Linked DNA regions of Zea mays: regions 2 and 3 are each linked to region 1. A link is a contact called in public Hi-C data. All regions are on one chromosome and are shown on one strand. The core of a region is the stretch at or near the end of the contact, and the rest is flanking DNA. Distances in the headings are between cores, read along the strand shown. Region 1 holds the start of LOC100191398 (high-affinity potassium transporter). Region 2 has its middle 44 kb from the start of LOC103629103. Region 3 holds the start of LOC100383184.

Region 1 (2,920 bases), core at 247-2,746:
AAAGAAGCAAGAACGCAAGACATACCTTGGCCATTATCATTTGCCCTCAAGACAATGAACACGTACTTAACAAGTGGAATCAGGGTAAGGGAGTAAATAACAAGCGAGAGTGCTCCAATAATTTGTTCCGTGTCTTCAATTTCATGAGGGAAAATGTTGGAGAAGACATATAAAGGTGATGTGCCTAAATCCCCAAACACCACACCAAGGCTTTGGAAAGCAAGTTGTAACAGCACAAGTGTAGGGTAGGACTGCAAATGCAAAAGGGGCAATAAGAAGAGGGCAAAACTACTGACCACTCATTACACAGACACTAATAATCCACTAGCATATAACCCGTGCTAACGCTACGATCCCGGGGAGGGGCCGACGCGGCGGCGACGCGAGTGAGGGGAGGAGGCGGGGGCGTTAGGGTCGCGAGGGGAGACTGGGGGTGGCGGGGAGGAGGGGGGAGAGATGAGGGATGATCCAAATATTTTAGAATAGAAGTTGTGAAATGAAAAGGACCTTTTCCCTGTACATATTTCTCAATCTGCCGGCCTCTGCATCCATGGGCTGATCGAGATTCCTTTCCAACTCCCACATCGCCCCCCTATCAGTCTGTTCATTTGTTGTGCTAGTAGTCTCCATGGGTTCAAACTAGCACGGCCTTGCAGCCTGCAGGCATCAAAAACATATCAGTCTATTAGATGGTGATAACAATCTTGAGCAGCAACAGAAGGGATAAGATGGCAATCTGTTTCGGTATCAAACTTCCATTAGCTTGTGAGGTAACAACCAGAATTCAGGATATCTGAGATTAACACATAGTTGTTCTAACGACAAACATCCACAGCAGATGAACATAAAGCCATCCAAAGAACAAAGTTGATTTCCACTACTTCCGGATGATGTGGGACAGTGCGGCGGGAGGGGGAAAAAAGGTGATCAAATAAAACAAGCATGCATAATTTCAGGTTCTCATGACAAACAAAATAGAAAGGAAACAGGGAATGATCAAATTCTGGTTCCATTTCCGCAGTATCTACCAACAATGGAAGAGAGAATCTGTTGCTGACCTTGCAAACTGAGAACAAAGCCCCAATGAATGCCCGGATTCCAGACTCAAGAGCACGCCAAGATCAAAACTTGAGCAGATTCGCGCGCTCCAAGCATCAGTGCAGGCAGCCGGCGACGAATCCCCGACCCTCCGAAAGCATTCCAAGGATTTGTTTTTTGCTATGGCGTCGTCGACCTCCTCCTATTCACAGCCGCGGGGAGATTCGACCAGGAAGAAGAGACGCCGCTGCCCTCCGGGTGCACGGAGGGGAGGAGGAGCGGACCCTCGCACACGGACCACACGCGGAGAGGCGCTGCCTAGCCTTGCCCTGCCTGCCGACCCCACGGCGAAGAGGATGGGGACTGATGCGATCGGTTTTTCTAGGAGAAATAATTGGCAAATCTCTTGTCGGATTGCAGAGCTGGTGGAGTGGACGGGGATTTGGTTGCATCTCGTTGCGATCCGTTTGCACTCAATAATAGAGGAGCATCAGCAATAATCTAATGCTAATGACAGGTGCACTCAAAAGTCAAATCAAATAATAAACAAGTTTATTAATCACTGATGTGATGCTGGTATCGGTTGGCGTGGCGTCAGGCTAAACATGGCAGAAGGAGCTTCTGTCATGTGAATGAATACATATAAAACTCCAGATGCATGTGCTATGATTAGCAATAAACAAGAATTAGCTGGAGTGACTGTAATTAGGTGTGCGCTGCAGCATGGCTAGTATATTTCAAGCTGAGCTATGCGAAAACGTCGGTTGTTGCGTACCAAACACTAAAACTAGAATTTTTATGGACTTCTCGTATACTATATAAAAATTAAACAATTTTCATTTGTCACGATCTAACCTTTATAAATAAATTAATTCTTATTGATTGTTCGACAAAAATTAGCTACTTTACTTTGCCCCGTGGCCTAAACGCGTGCCTTTGGGCGTGTTCGGCTGGCTACAAGCCGACACTGTTGCAGCTGTTTGGATTGCTGCAGCTGCAATCCATAGAGAGAAAAATACTGTAGAAGCCGCAGCCGCAGCCGGATTGCAGCCGCAGCAAGCCGCAGCGAACAAGCTGTTTACTTCTCATCTCCCTCTGCTCACTCTAGCGCCCGAGCCTCCCCCGCCGGTGACGTCATGCCATGTTGACGTCTAGCTCGGCGTCACATGTTATGGTGTTGAGCTTGCAAATAATACAATAACTAGTCGGTTGCCTGTGCATTGCGACGGCTTACAACAATATCCACGTAAACTATCCATCAAAAAAATTTCAAGAATTTTTATTGATTGTCTCCGCTCTCTGTATAATATATTTTTTGATTTGGCTAACTGATATTATTGTTTACTCCATGCAAATATGTCTTGGTACAACACGACCAATGAATTTATCGATTAGAAGAGAGTTCACAACGATTGACTGAATGAATAGAGATTATAAAATGACATAATTCCATCATACAGAGACCAAATAAGAGAGTTTGTGAGATCAAGTTTATAAAATAAGTCCCATGAAGTCAAACTTATAAAAAAGATATATCAAAATATGGAGTGATTGCTAAAGTCAGGCATCAATAAAAACGGGATGCGCTCTATATAAATTACGCTACTTCGTAGCAATTACTAACGTTTAAAACCAACAAATAACCTTTCATTTTGTTGTTAGTGTGACAAATCATTGTTGCTCCATCCAATTCAGCAACCTCAAAAACCATGTAGTCCATTGCGCCAATGTGGTCTCAGAAACGACCTAATGCTTGCAAGAGCAAAGAACGACGTGTCGTGCTTGGGCTGTAGCCTCGACCCGTAGTACTGGCCCGACCCGACACGATTATTTTTTATTTTACAAAAAAACGTATATACCTATATACAATTTATATTCAATA
Region 2 (2,784 bases), core at 187-2,686, 300 kb before region 1:
TAATAATGATCTATGCATCGTAACGAGATCGCAGGTTTGGGAACCACTAAATTCGGACTAACGATTATAAAGTTATGATTTTATGAAGGTTTAAGTGTCTACTATAAAACAAATGAGGTACAAGATTTCAACCATAGGTTTCATAGTAATACAAGGTTACTAGATGATAAATAATATTAATATGAGACTAATGCAACAGGAAGGGATAAAAAAAGGAGTTAAAATAGATTATTTATGATTTAAACAAGTTTCTAGAAATATTTTCCTAGTAGAAAACATTTAAATAGTACTTAATTAATTCCTGGTATCCTATGGACTGTGGACACAAAAACCAGAGAGCTTGGGATTTAATTCGTAAATTCCAGGACCTCTGTGGAATGATCTTATCAACGTTCTGGACTGCGGGTTAGTTCAGCAAAAGTCCAGGGGCTCTTTTAGAAAATCGTCCAGCAAAAAGGGTATCGGCGAATTGGGACCGTTGGATCGAATTCAATGGCCCTGATACAATGGTTGAACAGGTATATGGAGATCGAGGGGCTGTTTGGTTTGTGGCTAAACGTGCCACACTTTGCCTAAGGTTAGTCGTTCGAATTGAAGAACTAACCTTAGGCAAAAAAGTGTGGCAAAGTGTGGCAAGTTAGTCATCAAACCAAACAGGCCCCGAATCTCCCCCATTCAGACAGAACCAGACGGTGTACATTTAGTTGGATGAAGAGGCTATACCCGATCTAATCTAATCCACACACTCCGGATCGGACGGACGAAGGACCTTCTTCCTCCCATTCGATCTTACCCAATGGCGACGGCATGCACCAGCGGCCGGTGTCGTCCGATGACCCACCATTCAACCCTCTCAAGCCCAATCATTTGCGCGGTCTAGTGCAGAACATGGTGGAGGTCTAGGCAGACCTAGAGGAGTACTTCTCACCTGCTATGGTGTAGTGGGGAATTCGGCCCACGATGAAGCATGGTACCGCGACGGTGCCGGGTCCAGCGACGAATTCCTGTTCCCCGATTGCCCCACCGTGTTTGAAAATGGTGGACCAGTGCTACTCGTGTCTTGGTAGTTCTCCTTGTCCATCTATTGCAGGTCGAGGCGCGGTGTGGACGGAACCCTGGCACGGCGGCGCACACACGTCACTCCGCTCACGGCGACGAGGTGGCAATGGCGGCCCCTGGGCCTTTTCTCCCATCCCCCGCCAGATCAGCGCTCGATGCATGCATGAGGGTTCGTGGCTTTATAGCCCGAGGTGGTAGGGTGGGGGGTTTCGGGCAGAGAGGGTCGACCCTGGGTGCATGGCGCGCACCCCGCCAGGATCCTCGGCGGCCACAACACAGCCATAACAGAATTGAGGTGGAAGAGGCATGCTGATGGAAGGGGCCCACAGATCGGTGACACCAGCGACGGCTACACACAGAGACTGGGGCGGACCAACGACGTCAGTGATAGGTGAACCCGTGGGCGCGGAGTGAGGCTGACATATGGGGTCCGCCCGTCGGCGCTCGGATTTGGCTGGCGCGCATGGGTTTCCTGGGCCGGGTCGGTGGAAAAAGGTTACTGGGCCTAGCCAAGTGAGGGATTTGACCCAGGTAGTGATAGATATTCTCTTTTTCCTTTCTTATTTCCTATTTCTATTTTGATTTTCCTTTCCAAATTTCAGTTTTCAAATTCTAGTTCAAGTTCAAATTTCATTCAGTGTTCAGATTTCAAGATTATAAAACTCAGCATGAACGCAAAGGTTTTATTTTAATTTATTTATTGTCTTGCTCATGCACATAAATGCTTCTAACTCTATATGTAATTCATTACTAATAGTTTTATCTAATAAACACTTTTACTCAATAAAGGATAATATATATATATATATATATATATTTGTTTACTTAAATTCAATTCTAGTTTTAGAATTCAAAATCTAAATTTCCCATTAGTTTGTCTTAGGAGAATAATCTAAAAGGTGAGGAAATCCTTATTAAGGTCTCTTTTAGATTTTAAATCTTTAGAGGATTTTCTTAAATGCCAAAATAGGATTTTTTTTAGGGTGTTACACGATATAGGGACTGAGGTTCTTGGGTCGATCATGTTGCGATAGCTTTTTGGATGATGGATTCCTATATCAGCCCCCTTCTCGTAGAAACCGTAGCGGGTTTCCTAAAGCTAGTGGAACTTTATAAAGGCCTCGTAGTGGATCCCTAGCCATTCACCTCGAGAGTGTATAAGGGCCTTGCAAACCATGACTTGATGGGATATACAACTTGTGCGTAAAGGGTACAACCTCTGTAGAGTGTAAAACTGGTATATCAACTATGCTTACGGTCAAGAGAGACTCAGAACTCTCGCATGATTAATTTATGGAACTAAACTTAACCTGTCATTTATTGCATTGCATTGTGTGAATTATTAATTGTGGTCTCTTATTTCATTGGAATGGTATTTACTTACACTTACTAACTGCTAATAAAATTTTGACCAAATTATTAAAAGCAATGCTCAGTCTTAACCATTCTTCTTAGTAAGCCTTACACTTCACATGAGCCCCACCGTAAGTTAGCTCATGCACATTATTCCCCGAACTTGCTGAGCGATAAACATATGTGAGATCACCCTTGATATAATCACACTTGTTCAATAACAGGTATCGCAAGATGATGTGCAAGAAGGATGCTACGATGAGTTCGAAGAGGTCTAGGCTATCGTCTCCCAGTCAACTATAGTTGAGGAGGATCGTTGTCATCGTATGATGTATTTTACTTAGCTATTTTTGTACATAATCCTATTATATA
Region 3 (2,814 bases), core at 125-2,624, 340 kb after region 1:
GGTAGTTTTCTAAGCTTGTTCTTTTTTGAATTACTTCAGCAACAAACATTATCATAATCCTTGAATTGATTTGAATGAACACATTGTTTTAGGTATGGAATTTGGTACGGGTAGTGCCATGGCACACAGGGTTGTTAATGGTGTAATGCGTCCCTAGACTGTTCAGCATGAGATTGTTGTCTCAGAAGCTGCTGCCCCTGCTGCTCCAGTGATGGACGGTGATGCTTGCAACATCCATTCTAATGCTTTCCAAGATGTATGGCAAGCTTTATGCTGCCTTGTTTTTCCTCAATTTGATGCATGAAACATTTGGTTACTCACTTCTATGATGTAGTAGTGAAGTTTTATTGTGTCTTTTTTTCCTTTACTGAACCTGCAAATTACCTAATCATCAAACCTAGGCCCATCAATCAAGTTTTAATATTATGGGCACCGTACTGTTGGCTTTGTTGAGGTCATGTTAAGAATTGTTAACCTGCATTTTGTATACTCATTCGATGATGTGTGCTCACCGTTTTTATTGGTTGATGCAGTGTCTCAACGACTATGGCAGTGAGATCAGCAAGTGCCAGTTCTACCTTGACATGTTGAACGAGTGCCGCCGTGGTGGTGTCTGCCTGAGCTTTTCCTCCAATTGGGATTATTCATGGCAGTGAGATTAGCTTTATTTATTTATATTAATACCTTATATTGTTTTTTATTTGGGGATGAAGTGAGCAGGAGTTTTGTAATGTGGGTGATGATGCTTGTCTTATTCTGTGGGATGCTCGAACTGGCATTGCCCCACCTGTTAAGGTGATAGTTCTCTTGTTCTATATCTAATTGGATAAACTATGTTTTGACCAAAATTGAGTCCATGAATGCAATATGACTTCTTTTGTAATAATATAACTTCACTCAAAGAGGTGATGGGCTGTTGGTTTTTAATGAGACCATTGCAATCACATGGAGCTATTTATTTTGTCAAATTGACCTGAGATACTTTACTTGTGTTGATTGGAATCCCCTTGATTTTAACTATATCTTAATTAAGTATGATGGTATTAAGGTTCAATTCGACATAATTGTTGAAACAAATTCGATCTCTATCAGTTCCTTATACGTTCAAGTAATGAATCTTTCAATTGATTAAAATAACAAAAATTATGTATGGTTAAGATCACAAATGGATTACAAAACATTTTCTCATAACGCTATAACACACATTTATACATAAGTTATCGTGTTATTAAATGTTTCCGTTGCAACGCACGAGCATTCACCTAGTAATAATAATAATAATAATAATTAATGCTGCTTCTGAACTACCGCAGCTAGCGGGTACCAACCCGGCGGCGCTGGAAAGGAAAGCCTGCCGTCCTGTCCTCTGTCTCCTTTTGCTGCCGCCTGCCGGCCTGGAGGAAGGGAGGGAGGGAGGTGTTCATCTGCGCGGCGGCTTCGGTGTCTGGAGGGGCTCCGAGGGGAGGCGGGGAGCCATGGCGCGGAAGCACGGCTGGCAGCTCCCAGCCCACACCCTGCAGGTGCACTCACTGATGCTTCCTCTTCGCCCCACCTCTTCTCCAGTTTCTGGATCGCTGCTCTGCTTCGGTGTAATCAGCGCAGACATGTTTAGTAACTGGCAGAATCCGCTGTAGAATTCCGTCCCCGCGCCGTCGTGGCGCGAGAAATTCGAAGTCCTCCGTGCTTATTTTGAAGATCTGCTGAGAGGCCTCGGGCTAGTAGTTGGGCTTTTTTGAATCTATTTTTCAATGTGGCTCCTTAGTCGAAAGAAATGACTGATGTAAATACTTCGCGAATTGGGTTGGTATGCGATTCTTGCAGTGTGGCGGCGATTCGTGCAAATTGTACTAAAACTGTCGTGATGTCGGGATTTTCAATTCTATGGTAGCTCACCACTGCCCACTGGGACTATTTTCTTTCTCTATCTAACAACAGAACATGATCATATGTCTTGATGCACAATGGCTTTTCATCTGCTAACTTGTCCATGAAACGCACACAGAAAATGTAACCTCTTCTCTAACTTCACCACTACTCCACTAGGCAGCTCCACTGGTACTATAGATTAACACCGAGAATAGTGTGAAATGCCCTTGCACAATTATAAATTTAACGATGAACAGACAACAGAGTATGACTTCTAATTCAAAGAAATGACTGTTGTTCATGTGACAAATGTTATATTTGTTTACAGTTTTCTTGTATCTTCTGCCTGTACATAAAATCATCTGGGCTTCATGCTCTCCATGGGAAGTTTACTATGAAGTTAAATTTGTGTGATTCTAATTTACCTGTGATTTCCCCAGACCCCACTCATGTTGGAGCCTCTGGCATTGGGTCTGCCCTTTTTTTATGATGTTCTCTACATAGTGCCTAGATGATCAGATATGCATACTTACTTTTAATTCCTTGTTATCTGTGGAATTGAAAATTACACCCATGTGTGATAGATGTTGTGTTTTTTTGCAACGTACTTTTCTGGTTCATAGTCCATACTCTGGCTTAAATAGCTCCAAACTAGTTGAAATGAAACATTTGATTTGGAAAGATTGGCAACTAACTCATCATCTCATTTTGACAGATCGTTGCAATTACAGTTTTCTTCCTTCTGCTGGTTGCGTTTTATGTCTTCTTTGCTCCGTTTTTGGGAAAGCAAGTACTCGAGTATATTGCCATTGGCGTTTATACTCCTGTGGTAAGTTCCCTCACATTAAAATTTTCTCCAATTTCCATCTTATTAAAAAAAATCTGCTAACATGAGTTGTTTCTCCTCCCTACATTACATTCAGGCACTTGCAGTTTTCATCCTTTATA

What was found. A called contact is a pair of places that touch in the nucleus more often than the background predicts.
Region 2: a Hi-C map of tassel shows a contact between it and region 1, with 2.8 times the contacts expected there. The contact joins the enhancer-like site here to the promoter of LOC100191398 in region 1. A contact is called at or near these places in 6 of 25 Hi-C or Micro-C datasets (bundle sheath, ear, endosperm and 2 more).
Region 3: a contact with region 1 is called in a Hi-C map of tassel, with 3 times the contacts expected there. The contact joins the promoter of LOC100383184 here to the promoter of LOC100191398 in region 1. A contact is called at or near these places in 4 of 25 Hi-C or Micro-C datasets (ear, endosperm, leaf and 1 more).

The regions. Positions count from the first base shown.
Region 1 is chr7:46,666,948-46,669,867 of Zm-B73-REFERENCE-NAM-5.0, forward strand. It overlaps LOC100191398 (high-affinity potassium transporter), which reads right to left and starts at 1,497. Exons shown (of 10, transcript NM_001358446.1): 1 at 1,059-1,497; 2 at 508-657; 3 at 26-251. The coding sequence starts at 630.
Region 2 is chr7:46,363,420-46,366,203 of Zm-B73-REFERENCE-NAM-5.0, forward strand. No RefSeq gene overlaps it. Among protein-coding and RNA genes, the nearest start is that of LOC103629103, 44 kb to the left of the region's middle. Within about 2 kb of position 1,437, at least 16 of the 20 cell types and tissues checked have an H3K27ac peak or open chromatin away from gene starts, as enhancers often do. A contact at or near this core is called in bundle sheath, ear, leaf and 1 more, where this site is marked.
Region 3 is chr7:47,003,381-47,006,194 of Zm-B73-REFERENCE-NAM-5.0, forward strand. LOC100383184 reads left to right here and starts at 1,375. Exons shown (of 9, transcript NM_001353407.1): 1 at 1,375-1,520; 2 at 2,582-2,695; 3 at 2,790-2,814. The coding sequence starts at 1,476. It also overlaps the pseudogene LOC103633855.